2 separate regions of the Rattus norvegicus genome follow, and region 2 is linked to region 1. The links are chromatin contacts, called in public Hi-C maps. All regions are on one chromosome and are shown on one strand. The core of a region is the stretch at or near the end of the contact, and the rest is flanking DNA. Distances in the headings are between cores, read along the strand shown. Region 1 holds the start of Cnot11 (CCR4-NOT transcription complex, subunit 11). Region 2 holds the start of Creg2 (cellular repressor of E1A-stimulated genes 2).

The links. Hi-C and Micro-C count contacts between places; a contact is called where the count stands out from the background.
Region 2: a contact with region 1 is called in a Hi-C map of liver, with 3 times the contacts expected there. The contact joins the promoter of Creg2 here to the promoter of Cnot11 in region 1. A contact is called at or near these places in 4 of 12 Hi-C or Micro-C datasets (Schwann cells, liver and mammary epithelial cells).

Annotation. Positions count from the first base shown.
Region 1 is chr9:49,308,498-49,312,742 of GRCr8, forward strand. Cnot11 (CCR4-NOT transcription complex, subunit 11) reads left to right here and starts at 2,127. Exons shown (of 7, transcript NM_001108794.2): 1 at 2,127-2,694; 2 at 3,667-3,831. The coding sequence starts at 2,199. LOC134480362 (a long non-coding RNA gene) reads right to left here and starts at 1,990. Exons shown (of 2, transcript XR_010054765.1): 1 at 1,779-1,990; 2 at 305-855.
Region 2 is chr9:49,438,630-49,442,874 of GRCr8, forward strand. It overlaps Creg2 (cellular repressor of E1A-stimulated genes 2), which reads right to left and starts at 2,504. Exons shown (of 3, transcript XM_008767069.3): 1 at 1,723-2,504. The coding sequence starts at 2,157.

The DNA.
Region 1 (4,245 bases), core at 877-3,376:
AATAAGGAAGTAGTAAGGACAACAATAAAATACCAGTTGCAATCAGGAGGAGTTAGGGTCTGTGGCTCAGTTGGCCGTCACTGCAATGTGCTGTAGTGGAGACCCATGAGCAAAGGTTATCCTTAAGCTGGATGAGCTCATCAGGCTACCCGGCCCCCTTGCGAGGGTAATTCCAGCTGCTCCAACAGCAACAACCACATGGTGCCGACAGCACAGCCTTCCATAGCAGGAGGCCACAGAGAAACTTAGAGGAGACATGACTGAAGGAAAGAAATAAAAAGGAGAGGACATGACTGCTCCTAGGTATTGTGGGGAGAAAGTTTATTGTAGATAAAAGGTTGAGTGTAGGTAGAGGCAGGGACGTCCAGAGTGGACATGACTAGACTGAGCTGGACCTTGTGGGGAGAGGGGGAGACCATGTGCAGCAATCAGGAGTCTAAAGGGACAAAGGAACTGGTAATCAAAATGTCTGGATTCTAGAGGGAAGAGCCTGTGCTGGAAGGGGAGTTCACGGTAGAGAGGGGGTATGCCAGCCATGTCCAGTTAGGGAGGAACTGAGGGATGCTGGGGGAAGCCAGCAGCCAGGTCAGCTTTGATATGTTAACGTTAAGTTTGAAACTTAATAACAATTAGGGGCACCTAACAAAAGAAGCTTTAACCTAAGGGGGGTCGGGGGCTTTGGATAAATGCCAGAAGCTAGTACAAGACTAGGAAGGATTCTCCCCTTGAGGCTTCAGAGGTGGACTGCAGAGCTGATAACTCCAGACTTGCAGCCTCAGGAAGGGAGAGGAAGTCAGCTTCTACTGTGAAAATGTGCTCTGTTTGTGGGGATAGCATAGAAGTCCTAGAAACAAACTGATTGGAAACATAAAGAAGCTCTTGGTACCGTGTTAACCTTGATGAAAATCAGCTCTATTTGGGGCTAGTATTGCTGTGCTCAAATACCTCCAAACATCTTGAAGCACCCATACTATACCAACATTTAAGTTACTAATTAATAATAATTTACAACAATAACTAGCTTGAGTGGGTTTTAGTATTGTAGAGTAGTTGTCATAGAGCATACAATCAATGTAAAAGGGCTCAAAGAGAACGTAGTTGATTAATAATAATAATAGAGGTATTTTGAATCATTTCCCCCGTTTGCCAAGTTATATTTTCTGCTGATTGTAACGTTCATTGGCAGAATCCCTCCACACGTTTAACGGCAAACTAAACAATGCGCCATACTCAACACCCGTTCCTCAAAATTTCCTTAAGGATTTTAGCCGGTAAATAGAAAATTCTTGAACTGTTTGCCATTTTTAGCACAGGGTAGCTAGCAGGTGATGCTGATGACATTCCGTTGGTTTCTGTAATTCTAGAGTGGGTACTAGTCACCACCCAGAGCATGGGAGTGGGGAGCAGGTAGTGGTGTCTGGGACCTGGACCAAGAGGTTGGTACAAAAGAAGTTTCCCAGGGCTAGAGAGATGGCTCAGCGGTTAAGAGCATTGACTGCTCTTCCAGGGGTTCTGAGTTCAAATCCCAGCAACCACATAGTGGCTCACAGTCATCTGTAATGTAAGTTTCCAGGGTTTTCCAGTATTCAGCCAAGGTGGCCAGAAAAAGAGCCCTAGGGCAGGCTAAGAAAAATGAAGTACTACAAACGACTTTGAAAACGAGTTTTTCTTGAGACACTTTCTCGGATTTTTGTTTCTTTCTTATTGATTGATTGAGACAGGGTCTGTCAGTGTAGACCAAGCTGGCCTCAAACTCACAGGGGTTCGTCTGCCTCTACCTTCTTGGTGCCGGTAATCTCACCATGAGCCATCAAGGATGTTATATCGGACAAGATAGACCTATTTTTCAAATTATAACTTAGGTACGATCGACTGGGATAGCTTGGCGCCACCCGCCACTCTAGGATCGCTTCCATGGGGCTTTAACCACAGTTTACCACAGTTTACATTACTGAGTCCACGCGTCCCCGCCCTCCGCGGCGCCCCGCCCACTTCCGGGCACAGTGCCCCGCCCACTCGCGTTCCCGGAACCTCGGCTTGGCCCGGCTTTGCGCTGTTTCTCCGTTCCGCTCGCCTTACTTACGCGCTGTTTTGTTTGCGACGCTGTCGCAGAAGGGTGCGCTTTACGGCCGCGGGGGGACGCAGCGAGCCGGCGCCAGGGCCTTTCGGCCGGGAAGCAGGATAGGCGGGCGAGGTTGATGCCCGGTGGCGGGGCGAGCACGGCGTCTGGCCGGCTTCTCTCAGCGGATCCAAGAGGGGCGCGGGAGGCGGCGGCGTTCCGGAGTGGCCCGGCGGGCTCGAGCGGAGGCCGAGGCGGAGCAGGTGGCCCCGGGTCAGGGAGTGGAGGCCCCGCGGGCAGGATGAGCCTGACCCCGAAGGAGCTCTCGAGCCTGCTGAGCATCATCTCGGAGGAGGCAGGCGGCGGCAGCACCTTCGAGGGCCTGTCCACCGCCTTCCACCACTACTTTAGCAAGGCCGACCACTTCCGCCTGGGCTCGGTGCTGGTGATGCTGCTGCAGCAACCGGACCTGCTGCCCAGCGCCGCGCAGCGCCTCACGGCGCTCTACCTTCTCTGGGAGATGTACCGCACCGAGCCGCTCGCCGCTAACCCGTTCGCAGCCAGCTTCGCGCACCTGCTCAACCCGGCGCCGCCAGCCCGGGGCGGACAGGAGCCCGATCGGCCCCCGCTCTCAGGTACGACCCGCAGCCTGCTGTTCTGTGGGAGCTCGTCGGCTGGGAACATATTCGGCTTCCTCAGAGAGGATCGACCCTCCCTCCCTTTCCATACTTTGTTCCACTAAAATGGGGGTGGGTAGTCAGAAGTTGCAAGCTTCTTTTCAAACTCACTGCACCCCAGATGATCCCTCCCAATCGAAAAAGCCAACGCATCGAACAAGCCCACCGATGGTCTGGACTTATTTTAAGTATGTCAGATACGGTTCGTTCAGGTAAGGTCCTGAGGTATGCGGAGTAGCCAATGGCAGAGTCCACCCCCTTTTTAAAGCCTCTGAGTAAAGAAGTCGATATTAAGAACCTGAAGAAGTGGCAGGTTGAGATCCGCATTATACAACATCTAAAGTCTTTGCAGCCGCCTCCCTCCTTCCTTGGTCTGCTGTAATGTCATGGGAGCAGAGGATGAAGTTGTTTCTAATTAACCGTTCCAAGATGCATGTATGTGTCCCGGGCAATACTGTGGAATGTTTACTATTGCAGCATTGCAAAGATCGGGCACAGGTTTACATCTGAGGATGCTCCCCTAACTTATGTACCGAGGATGGAACCCAGGGTCACTTCCTCTATACCACGAGCCTAGCCCAGGACTCTGGTACAGCTGTACTCCCAGTCACAGGCTGCATTTCAGAAAGCTACCATATTGTAGTTTTTAGCCTTTGCAGGACTCAAAGTATTTGATAACCACAAGTTTCACTGACGTCTCCATAGGTCCACATTGTCTCAAGTGATATATTTGTTTATGGACTAATATGAGTATACTAAATGTACATATTCGATTACCTGGAACTCAGTTACATTTAGTTCATAGAAACGAAACGGCTCACAGTGTGGCGAGCAGGAAACAGCTAAGTGTCAAGTTAACTGTTAAAGTTAAGTTTTGAAAATTTAAAAGTAGCCTTTGTCGAGAAATCGGCATGTATTTTTTGTTTGCAGGGTTTCTGCCTCCTATAACTCCGCCAGAAAAGTTCTTTCTTTCCCAGCTCATGCTGGCACCCCCGAGGGAGCTGTTCAAAAAGACACCTCGCCAGATTGCACTCATGGATGTCGGAAACATGGGGCAGTCTGTGGATATTAGTGGCCTTCAGTTAGCCCTGGCAGGTAAGGAAGGGCCAGAGACTGGGACATTCTTATTGGTCCTTGAGATTCTCTACTTAAAAAAAAAAAAAATTAAGATTTTTTATATATATAATTTACACTTTTGCTTGTTTTTGTTTGATCCTCTCTCATCCTGCCCTGGCCTCCCTGCCTTGTCAACCCTCCCCCCCCTTTTGTTTGTTTGTTTTGAGACCTGGTGGGTTTCTTTGTGTAGCCTTGGCTGTCCTGAAATGTGCTGTGCAGCCCATGCTGGCCTCTAACTGAGCTCTTGCTGGCTGACCAGCTCCCACCTTGATTACACCTTTGTATCCTAGTACCCTCCTTCATTCTCCTTTCCGTTTCCTTTTTCTGTGTGCATCTGACCCCAACCTGGCCTCAGTCTCACACCTCCCTGCCGTCCATCCACCTCCCTCTATC
Region 2 (4,245 bases), core at 1,254-3,753, 130 kb after region 1:
AAACTTATGGAGTTCTCCAAAAACGGTAATATTACATCATCCCCAGATTCTAGTTCCAGGCTACCGTGAACCGATTGCAGCTGGTGCAAACGCTCTCCGAATTTACTGTTTGGATTCCAAGCCAACATTGGAAGGGGAAGGCCTAAGGAAGCTAACAAGAGAGAGTGCTGTTGGGGGTCAAAACAGTTTTGATGCAAGGACCACAAGGACCGTGGCTGCTTTTTCTTGTGTGCCTGTTTCTGTGAGGCAGTGCCTGTATATGTATCTGGAGTTGGCTCTGAACTCACGATTCTCCTGCCTTAGCTGTGTTAGGGCTGGGACTGTAGGCACGGGCCACCAAGCCTGACTGGCCACCGGGTTTCTTTGTTTCGTGTGTGCCTGAGTGTGTGGTGCTCACACATAGTGTGTAATTGTGGAGGTCCAAGGTCAACCTCCTGGCCTCCTGGTGTCTTTCTTCAGGGTCCAGGACTGTTGTGTTTTAGAAAGAGTCTCTTGCTGGCCTGGAACTCCCAGAGTAGGCTAGGCTAGCTTGAGGGCAAGCCCTAAAGATCCCACCTGTCTCAACCATCTCAGTCCTGTGATTACAAATTAACGACACCCTGCTTGGCACTTTAAACAAGAAGAGAAACAAACACTGAAAAGAACACGGGTTCTGGAGGTTGAATAATTCAGATTCTCAATCATTCCACGTCCCTTGCTTCAGGCAGTAGATTTTTTTTAATTGTCTGAAACGATTTGTTGTAAACCAAGACTAGCTTCATATTTAAAGTCTGTCCCCTATTAAGGTATATGTCAGGCATGTAAGAACTATTTGAACCCCGGGAATACAGAACTGGCTTAGATTCTGACATAAAAATGACAAGATTGTTGCCATTATTAGGATAAAGCTGTCACTAGATGATTTTTTTTTTAAGGGAAAGAAAAAAAAAAAAGAACTTTCAAGCTCCTACCAGCGAATTTCTGAATTTTATGGGTGGGAAAGCAGGATGCTTTGACTGAGTTGGGGTTAGTGAGACCCAGAGCTGTGGCAAGAATCCGACTCCCACGCGGTGTGATATATAATAAAGATGTTAGCCCTTCCGTGCACAGATTAAACAGGAGCTAGGACCACATCTCTGTTTACCAGACAGGACTAGAAGCTTTCCGGGGATGGGGGGGGGGTATTCTGATGGAATGCGGCACCCCTCCATGCCATTCTGGATGGAAGCAGGTTAAAATGTGGATATAGTTCTGTAGACCGAAAGAGACGAATTGCAGCTGAAACGGCTCCTCCAGCAGTTACCCTTTGCCTAAGTCGTCTTCCTAAAAAATCCGAGTTACATTTTTTTTTTAAAGTGTTAATGTCTACTTCCACACCCACTTGGTGTGGGAGGCGGTGCCAGAGCCTGTCTGCAGGACTGTCCGAGTCTGCAGGAGCTGGATGCGCCTCATCTGTGATTCCAAAGGCGATCCTGTCTGCGTTCCAGGTTTCCAGCTTGTCGCTGTTTATCTGATCATCGCTTTGGCCATCTTAATACAGGGATTCAGTCACTAACCACCAGGCTGTTTCCCAGCGTCGCCTTCCTCCCCACTCACATGCACTTGGCTGGATGGACCGACCCAAGCACACTCCGGTTCCGTTATTCACAGGGCATTTACAGTCCATGCACCTGTGAAACCCGAGTTGCCCTGCGTCCTGGGAAGGAGACGCGCACCGCCCCCACCTCCCGACCTCTGGTTTACCTTTTCGTGGGTGGACACCGTGGCCAGACAGCCCCAGGAGCTAGCGTGGGCTAGGGAGCGGGCGGTGCCGGCATGCACCCTGGGGCCGGGGGATGCCTCGGATGAGCCGCTCTCCCGCCGGTAGGAGAACATGCCACGCGCGGCCGGTGCGGGCCTGGCGCGGGCGGAGCCCCGAGGCCGCAGGTGCGTGTCCTCCTTGTGCGCCGAGGCCGGGAAGCTCTGCTGCCAGATGCTGCTCGAGTCCTCCAGCAGCGCGGGCAGCGCCTCCTCGGTGGACGCGCTGTCCAGCTCCTCGTCTACCTCGTTGGTGACAGCCCAGGACACGGAGCTCACAATCACGTAGCCGGCGGCCGGGGACAACAGGGCGCTGCAGCATAGCAACCAGGACAGGCGAGTCGCTGGCCAAGCAGGGCTCTCCCCGCCGGACAGCGACATCTTCTTGAAGGCGACGCGCCCTGTGGCGGGGACCACTAGCCAAGCAGCTGCCAGCCAGGGGCGCCCCCCTGCGGCGGAGCGTGAGGCGGAACCTCTTCTCCCCGCGGTAGGATTCCCGGGTGTGTGTATGGGGTCTTGATCAGCCCCGGGCCAAGGTCTCCTTATTGCCTCACACCCCGGTGAGAACCCACGTCTGCTGCAAGACCAGAGTCCCCTCGGCTGCGCCCACCGCCGCTGCTGGGCGCAGAGTCCACGCGTGCCACGGAATGTCTTGGTTTTCTGCAGGATGGCAAGCGTTTTGCAGCCAGAGGGTGGGCGTTCATAACTCAGGCTCAATGCACTCCTCCGCTCTTCAGCTGTGCGACTCTACCAAGTCGCTTAACTTCAGGAGGGCATCACCAGACTCAGTTCCTGCACCCCATCACCTCCCCAGAACCGTGAACCACAATACACCCACATCACTCACCCAGTCCGTGGTGTCTTGTGGCTGGCGACATAGACATAGCGTATTTTAAAAACATCTTGTTCCGGGAAGAAGTTTAATAGATATCAAAATAATTTCAAAGTAATTATAATTTCTTACCTGTTCTTATGACATCCAGTCTTTGTCCCACCCCGGAACCTTTCCTATAGCTTGTATTCCTAAAACTCAAGAGTCCTGCACTAACTTGCAGTAGGATTTGAGTTTTTCCTACATCGTGTCCTCCTGTGAGAGCTCTTGTGACCCATCCAGCTGCTCTTCCTGTATGCCTGGTGGTCAGAGCACCCTGCCAGTATGGATACAGCCGATCTTTCTCTTCTGCACGGGACTTCTCTCTTCCTGGCCGCCCCGGCTGCTCTTTCTCTCTCCCCTTTCCCACCCTGCTCTCAGTCTGCTTTGAAACATTGGTGGCATCTTGCTTACTCTCCGGGCTTCTGCTGGTGTCTGCTGCTGCTCTCTCCTCAACCTCAGAGGCCCCTTCATTCCCTGTTCCTGGGAAGACACATTCCAATGTCTTGAGAGGCAGAATGGGAAGTCACTGAAACACCAGGGTCTGCAGCCAGGTATGATGGCACACACCTGTTCTCCCAGCACTTGGGAGGTGGAGGCAGGAGAATAAGGACTTCAAGGTCAGCCTTAGCTAGGTAAGCAACTTTGAGACTAGCCTAGACTACCAGAGACACCATCTCAAGATCCAACATAAAAAACAACTCCTCTTCCCTAAAATACACCTTCCGGATTAAAAATAATCCAGATCTTGCTCTGTCGAGTTCTGAGTGTTCTGATCGTGGGATAGCGGCATGTCACCCAACACTTCTGTCTCTGTCACCTCTGCAGAATGGGGACCATTACATCTCCCCTACCAGATTTTGGATGTCAAGCATGGCGTCTCTCATGTCAGGGGAGTGCTTCTCCTCGCTCCCTTTGCTCAAGGGAAAACGATGTCTGTTTCAATCCCAGAAAAGGAAAAGGGATTGAACTGATCTATCAGTGTAGGAAGAGGACCTGCAGATGGTGAGCTCAGTTCCCATGTGGCTTTTTCACGGCAGGAACAATCCACCTTCTCTTTCCTCATACCTGAGTTGGCCAGCTGTGGCAGAGGCATGCATCTCCTCTGCCTAGGCTGTGACTGATGGAATGAGCTTGATCTTAGAGCTCTATAGGAATCCCTCAGATCTCTTGCATTCCTATGAGTCGCCGAGATGCCGGATTGCAAAAGCTGGAGACAGCGTATTTATCCAGATTTGCAGGCTGCTTCTGTGGACCCATTGGAGGTCGAGATGTGGGCATGAGTGTGTTTAACGTTGCTAGTTAATTTTGTGTAAATAATTGTTACGGGATGTCAGTCTGGCTTAGACAGCAATTACACTAGCAGAGTATGACAGTTCCTACTTTTCTTCAGTCTTATCTATTTAGATTATTGTCAGACTGAGAGAAATCGTTGGCTCCTGCCCTTATCTAGTAGATGGTCAACGATAGGTACCCATTGATTTATTTGATGTGTCTTGATGACCAGTTGTATTAGCTGCCTTTTCACTACAGCCAAATTTCCTAACACACTGATCGGAGGAGGAAAGGCTTATTTTGGCTCCAGATTCAGTAGGATT